Linked DNA regions of Mus musculus: region 1 is linked to region 2. Evidence: chromatin contacts called from public Hi-C data. All regions are on one chromosome and are shown on one strand. Each heading gives the region's core, a stretch centred on a gene start, on an enhancer-like site or on the middle of the called end of the contact. The rest is flanking DNA. Distances are from core to core; before and after follow the strand shown. Region 1 overlaps Fam227b (family with sequence similarity 227, member B). Region 2 overlaps Shc4 (SHC (Src homology 2 domain containing) family, member 4).

Evidence for each region. Hi-C and Micro-C count contacts between places; a contact is called where the count stands out from the background.
Region 1: a Hi-C map of neural progenitor cells shows a contact between it and region 2, with 2.2 times the contacts expected there. The contact joins two enhancer-like sites. A contact is called at or near these places in 1 of 39 promoter capture datasets (pre-B cells) and 1 of 484 Hi-C or Micro-C datasets (neural progenitor cells).

What each region holds. Positions count from the first base shown.
Region 1 is chr2:126,007,066-126,010,924 of GRCm38.p6, reverse strand. Fam227b (family with sequence similarity 227, member B) reads left to right here. Exons shown (of 17, transcript NM_029455.3): 12 at 3,591-3,688. Among named protein-coding and RNA genes, the nearest start is that of Fgf7, 26 kb to the left of the region's middle. Within about 2 kb of position 2,059, at least 4 of the 459 cell types and tissues checked have an H3K27ac peak or open chromatin away from gene starts, as enhancers often do. A contact at or near this core is called in neural progenitor cells, where this site is marked.
Region 2 is chr2:125,658,251-125,661,883 of GRCm38.p6, reverse strand. The region is part of intron 6 of Shc4 (SHC (Src homology 2 domain containing) family, member 4); the gene reads left to right. Among named protein-coding and RNA genes, the nearest start is that of Eid1, 13 kb to the left of the region's middle. Within about 2 kb of position 1,438, at least 63 of the 459 cell types and tissues checked have an H3K27ac peak or open chromatin away from gene starts, as enhancers often do. A contact at or near this core is called in neural progenitor cells, where this site is marked.

The DNA of each region.
Region 1 (3,859 bases), core at 810-3,309, 350 kb before region 2:
ATCAAAAAAGACAAGGAGGGACACTTCATACTCATCAAAGGTAAAAATCCTGTCGAGGATGTGGAGAAAGAGAAACACTCCTCCATTGTTGGTGGGATTGCAAGCTTGTACAACCACTCTGGAAATCAGTCTGGCGGCGGTTCCTCAGAAAATTGGACATAGTACTACCAGAGGATCCTGCAATACCTCTCCTGGGCATATATCCAGAAGATGTTCCAACTGGTAAGAAGGACACATGTTCCACTATGTTCATAGCAGCCTTATTTATAATAGCCAGAAGCTGGAAAGAACCCAGATGCCCCTCAACAGAGGAATGGGTACAGAAAATGTGCTACATTTACACAATGGAGTACTACTCAACTATTAAAAAGAATGAATTTATGAAATTCCTAGGCAAATGGATGGAACTGGAGAGCATCATCCTGAGTGAGGTAACCCAATCACAAAGGAACTCACACAATATGTACTCACTGATAAGTGGATATTAGCCCAGAAACTTAGGATACCCAAGATATAAGATACAATTTGCTAAACGCATGAAACTCAAGAAGAACGAAGACCAAAGTGTGGACACTTTGCCCCTTCTTAGAATTGGGAACAAAACACCCATGGAAGGAGTTACAGAGACAAAGTTTGGAGCTGAGACGAAAGGATGAACAATCTATTGACTGCCATATCCGGGGATCCATCCCATAATCAGCTTCCAAACGCTGACACCATTGCATACACTAGCAAGATTTTGCTGAAAGGACCCAGATATGGCTGTCTCTAGTGAGACTATGCCGGGTCCTAGCAAACACAGAAGTGGATGCTCTCAGTCAGCTATTGAATGGATCACAGAGCCCCCAATGGAGGAGCTAGAGAAAGTACCCAAGGATCTAAAGGGATCTACAACCCTATAGGTGGAACAACAATATGAACTAACCAGTACCCCCTGGAGCTTGTGTCTCTAGCTGCATATGTATCAGAAGATGGCCTAGCCGGCCATCAGTGGAAAGAGAGGCCCATTGGTCTTGCAAACTTTATATGCCCCAGTACAGGAGAACGCCAGGGCCAAGAAGTAGGAGTGGGTGGGTAGGGGAGTGGGGGGGGGGAGGGTATGGGGGACTTTTTGGATAGCACTGGAAATGTAAATGAAGAAAATACCTAATAAAAAATTTAAAAATAATAATAATAATGAGTTGCAGATGCGGTTCCTAATAAGCAGTGAGAGAGAAGCGGATTCTGTGATTCCAGCAGAAGATAAAATGGCATCTAGTGCAGCACAAATATAACTCTCTTATTATGACCAGATATCCTCATGTCCTTGGATGACTAAATTTAGTTGAATTGGCAAAACTCAGGGATGCTAATGATACCCTCCGTAAACACAGCACTTCACAGCTAGGCATGAGTGCTGTAAGCATTTCAGCCTCTGGTCTCTCTGTAAAGTTACAAGTAAATGCCCTATGATATCATAGCATTGCAGGAAGGAGTTTGATTGTACTTTCCAGCATTGTAAAGTCCATGGTGCTTCAGTTTGCCAATTCAAACCATAAATTTCGTACAAGAGAAACAGATACACAAAGATCCAGTTAGGAAGACAAATGTAACTCTCTTGAATTCTAATAAGGCAGTAGCTGGGCCTGTAGCTAATGAGACCCAGAGTGTGAAGGGAATATATATTGGGATCGAGGGTAAGCAGAAATCTTTTCTAGTTAAATAATAAGAATATATTCACAAACACATAGACTTTCTTCAAAATGCTCAACATGTCCCTATTTTACTGAGATGAAATTGCACGTGTATTTTATTCTTTACTCTGCACGTCACACACAGTTTGCTTAATGGCCACCTGAGTTTTCTTTCCTTTATTTTCCTGACAGTTTAGTACTGGACAAAAGTCTCTTTCCAAGAGCTTTCCTTCAAAGTACATCTCTTCTAAAGAAAATATGTTAGTGATGAGCCCCAGTGTCTTTTCTGTTTCAATAATTTATGCATTCGCTGCGTTAATACAAATGAGATGCTTGACCTTGCTTTAGAGTCACTGAGCTAACGTCATTTGCATTCTAGAAGAGCTCCTAAAATAAAAGCTGCGCAAGCATCTGGGAGTAACAGGACTCACTGTGCAAGTGTCCTTCTTAAGGACAATACTGGGCTAGAAGTAAATGGAAAAAGTTTCCCTGTGTACACATAGTAAGGTTGGCGTATTTTTTCACTGGTCAAATTAAAAAGAAGAAGAAGGAGAAGGAGGAGGAGGAGGAGAAGGAGAAGGAAGAAAGGAAGGAAGGAAGGAAGGGAGGGAGGGAGGGAGGGAGGGAGGGAGGGAGGGAGGGAGGGAGGGATGGAGGGAGGGAGGAAGGAAAGAAGAAGAAGAAGAAGAAGAAGAAGAAGAAGAAGAAGAAGAAGAAGAAGAAGAAGAAGAAGAAGAAGAAGAAGAAGAAGAAGAAGAAGAAGAAGGAGAAGAAGAAGAAGAAGATCGAAGATGTAAGCTGTATCAAATGCAGTCTTTGTGACTTTTCAATTAATCTCTGCAAGTTTTCAGAGATTCTGCAAACAGTGAGTACATGAACACCATAATTAAAACATTTTTCCCTAAAATAAAATCAGTGAGTTAGAGAACGGTGGGAGAGGGGAGACTAGCCAACAGGCATTTATGAACAATACTGTGTACTGGAAATGTCTAGAGTTCTTAAATTTTGTAGGCTTTTTGTAACTTTTCTTTGACTATTTTTATTCTTCAATTTCTTTACTCATTTCTTCATTTATCTCTGACCTTTACACTGAGTTCCAAATCTGCCCAGTTTGGGTTCTTTGCATGGTTCTTACTTTCTATGAACAGCAGTTCTCACACCGCAGTCAGATGCTCTGCATAGCAAGCATCCAATGGAGGGCCGTGGGTATGGAGCCAGGCTCACTTAGTCCTCAATGCTCACTCCTTCAGAAACTGCCATCACACAGACATGTGTTAAAGAAACACTCAAAATTGTGACCTCAGCATGCCTGAGGCTAAGACCAGAGAAGCCTAGCCTGGGTTGCATAAGTTGTGTTAAAATAAACAAAACAAAACAAAACAAAAAAGCAAGTTTAAAAACTTGGTCTGATTTCTTTCCTTAGTTGCCCATTCTAACTCCAAGCTACTTTGGATCTGTTCCAAATGACAAATGCCAGTTCTTGGCTACCAGATGTTTTAACCTCTGATAGTATTAAATGCTTACCTACTTCTGGAATTTCAGGCCAATATCTAGTAGCCCATTTTGTAATGCATCAAGAATCAATTAAAAAAGAGACTTCTTGCAACCCTTGTTACATACTTACTGAATGATTTCACAAGAATGACCTTAATATAAATTAATGAATTTAACATACTCTAAACACCAGCTTAATAAACTCAGGGGTAGAATATTTATTTCTTCTGCTGCAGCCACTTTAGCAGCACTCTCCCTACCTCTTCCTGTGCTGCTCTCTCTCTCTCTCTCTCTCTCTCTCTCTCTCTCTCTCTCTCTCTCTCTCTCTCTCACTGAGGGTAAGCACTGCTGGGACAAAAGTGCAGAGAAATGTGGCCTTTGTGAAGAAAGAAACAATTAGAGTCTCTTATTATTTTGTTTTAGTTAGAGACTTGAAAATCGAGGATATTCTAAAGAACCCAAGAGCGTACGCAATGCCTAAACTCATGAAAGAGTCCGTAGCATCAAAAGCAGCAACCAAGGTGAGCCCAGGTGTCATTGTAAGACCTTCCTATGTTCAGTTGCCAGTGTCGCTAAAATCCACTGGGTTCACACAGTAATCCTGATGAGCATATCCCCAGCATGTATCTTAGAAATAATTTAATGATCAGAGATTTGTTAATCATAAATTTAAATGTTCTATTTTCTTCTGA
Region 2 (3,633 bases), core at 189-2,688:
GAGAAGGTGACAGAACATTGCCTAGTGAGTTAGGATTCTCCTTAGGGAGACCCGCTCTGTCCAAGTGTCACAGGGGACTGGGATTTCCTTTTAGAGGTCCTTGGTCAATAATAAGATAACCTTAAAATGGACTCTGAAGGAAATTCAAAGTCCATTTTATTACAGTTTGAGGAAAAAAACCCACAGGACAGATAGGCTGGAAATCATGGCAGGGGCTTTGGAGAGGAGGTAGGAAGATCAGGGGAGTCGGCCAGGCCTTTGAATTAGGGTCAGGTATGGGAGTCTGGAAGCCACTATAGAAGTGGGATTATGTAGTCTTCACAGAAAACAGTGACTAGGCAAAAATCTTAAGATTTTGGTTGGTATTCAGTGGAGAGATAGAAAGCTGGGGTGGCAGTGGGGTTAGGCTTTATGGTTAGAACTGTAAAGTTCAGAAAGCTTGGCACTGGAGATCTGCAAACAACCGCACAGATGGAGGGGCTTCCGGGTGCTACAAGTAGAGGGACTGCCAGGGGCAACCAGGGGTGACCTCCTGACCGGGAGATTGATGGGCCTGGTTGGGTTCAGTAGTTTACAGTGTTCTAATCATTGAGGTGTGTGGAAATACTATCCATTCCTCAGACCAGCAGGAAGCGTCTTTGCCTTCATCAGCCTCAGTAAAATCCAGTACTCCAACCTTTTCACTTGGTGAATGGGAGGTGAGGCCCCAAACTGACCATGAGCTAGGCATCTGCCCTTAATGCCCTCCGAGCCTGCTACTGTGGGTCTGGAGCCTGATGCCAGCCAGGAACGGGTCTGGGGGATGGGAGACGGGAAGATAGCTAGAGGCGAGGAGACGGAGAGAGGGAAGCAGAAGAAGTGGAGTAGGACCATCAGCAGAGGAGTCCACAACGGAAGGGGCTGAGGCTTGCAGAGAGGGGAGAAGTCCCAGGACACGCGGCGTGGCAGCGTGAGGAGGAGGTCCGGTGAGAGCGACCTTCTTAGGAGGAACAGCACTTTTTCCTGGAGAGGACACCGGGATAGTCTCACGCTGGAATAGTAGGAGAGTGAAGGAAAGAAAACACCTTCAGTTCAGCAGAGAGCCCACAGACTAGGTGACTTCAGAAAGGCAGGAGCCAGACGGCAAGGGTGAGGAGGAAAACTCGACTGGCAGGAAGTGGAGGTGGGCACAGGAGACCAGGCTTCCTGCTAATAATCCTCCATGTGTCACCCCTCCCCCATCGTCCCTCTGCTGTATACCTGGTTCAACGTTTCCATCCAGATCCAGCTGGTATTACGTTTTCCTAACTTGGCTACGGCCCTGTTATGAACTCATCAGTTTATGAAACGCTTTCTTTGTAGAGAAGGCAAGTTAAAAATGTCAGTGTTAGGTCCAGCCTTCTCCTGTAGCTGTCGTGAGGAAGCCCATGCTGTCTTCAGCTTTCCAATGCTGTGGCAGGCTAAGGAGGTTTTCATACCGTATCTGAACTTAGTCTGAGAAAAGACCCCGGTTTACCTGGACTGTTTATGTATAGGAAAGCCATGAGCTGAATATTAAAAGAGAATTGTAAAACCAACGCCCCTGCCAATGAAAAGCAACCTAAACGAATCTGCTAACTTACATTTGTATTTATGCTTGTAAAGTACACAGGCTGCTGTCTGTGAATCTACTGTTCTTGGAGTCTGATGCTTCGGGAGGCATCTACTCCATTTGCGTCCCACAGCACCATCTGGTGGATGATCTGAGACACTGACCTTTATTTCAAGAACTAATTCTAGACAAATGTTGATCTTTACGGAAAAATGAACAATCTGAGAGTGGTGGTGTATGCCTTTAATATCAGTACTCAGGAGACAGAGGCAGGTGGATCTCTGTCAGTTCAAAGCCAGCCTGGTCTATAGAGAGAGTTCCAGGCCAGCCAGGGGTATATAGTGAGTACCTAGAGGAGGTGTGCACTGGGGGTGGGTTTTGAGGTTTCAAAAATGCTCGTTTCATTCTCAGTCAGCTCTCTGTGCCTCACAATGCTTGTAGATCAAGATGTAAGCTGTAAGCTAACTGTGTCATCGCTATGCCTGCCTGTCTGCTTGCTGCCATGCTCCTAGCTATGATGGTCATAGACTCACCATCTCAGAAACTCAAAGGAACAAAACTCTTTAAAAGGCCTTCTACTGGCTAAGAGTAATATTCATTCTTTTGTGTAATATTACCCTTAGGATCCCTAGTGAAGGGACATGCTAAGATTCCTATGATTTTTACTGATGCTCATAGGTAGAACTGGGAGCTTGGGAAAGAAACCAGGTGTGTGCACTGATTCCAGATGTAGACATCAGAGCTCAGGCTGCCATGGCTGTTTTCATGTCACCAAGAATCCCTTGGGAACACGGGATTTCTTATGTATCCGTCTTTTCCCCTTTGCCTGTTAGCGGCAGGTAGGGCAGCTCCGACCAGGAATTCTAGCATTTTGTATATGATTCATGGCAGGTTCCTATGTTGCTTCCCTGTGATCATGTGAACAAACTAAGAGTTCAAAGAGTAGCACTGTCAAAATAGGGGTGTTTGCTAAGAGGAGGTGGGGTGTGGCACGGGCCTAGGGCAGCCTGCCACATTAATGGAGAGAGACAGGAGCCCATGGTGTTTGTTTGTTTGTTTGTTTTTTCTTTTTTCTGTTTATTTTTTCCCTTTTCTACTTTCTGTTCCATCTTCTTTAAAAAAAAAAAAAAAGCCAGCAACAGGGTAATTGAAGCAAAGCAGAAAATTATTTGGAGAACTGCCTATGGACAGACAAAACCAAAACCTTCTAGGCATTCAATCCAGAGAAGTTGCAGAGAAGCTGAAGCGCTTTAGAGTGTGCTCAAGTGGTGGTGGTCGGGCTTAGTGCTTCTGTGTGCCCAGCCTGCTTGTCCTGCTCCTCAGAGGGTTTAAGTTAGTATGAAGAAAAAAAAATACCAGACTTTCTCTAAAGGAGACAGACAGCCTATCCTGCTGTCCTCATAAGTGAAGACCTGGCCGTAGTTACTGTTATAGAACTGTGATGAAACCCCATGGCCAAGGCAACTTGTAAGGAAGGGGGATTTAGTTTCAGAGAGTGAGTCCATGAGCATCATGGCAGGGAGCAGGCAGGCACTGGGCCTGAGCAGTAGGCCAAGGGCTCACATTCTGATCCACAACACAAGGCAGAGAACGCTAACTAGGAATAGCATGGGCTTTTGAAACCTCAAAGTCACCCCCAGTGACACACCTCCTTCAACAAGGCCACGCCTCCTAATCCTTCCCCAAAAGTTCCAACAACTTGGGACCTCATTCAGGTTTCTGAGCCCATGGGGAGGGGTGGACATTCCTCTTCAAGCCACCACAAGTAGCCCATCCAGGACTACACAGATGGTGGCACAGATGGTGGAATTTGAACTCAGCTCTGGATCTTTTTCACAGAGTTCTTCTTGTCTCCCATCCTCTTACCTCTTTCACAGGAAATCAGTGTTGTATGTTTTCTTATTTATGCTGGAGTTTCCAGCCCCCCCCCCCCGTCTTCCTGATTTTTATTTCTTTCAACACGAAGGAAAAAAATTACAGCCATTTTGGTTCTATTTTGCAATCACTCTCATTTTGATTTTGTTTTTTTTAATTGAGCCACATATGTATGAAATTAGAAATGA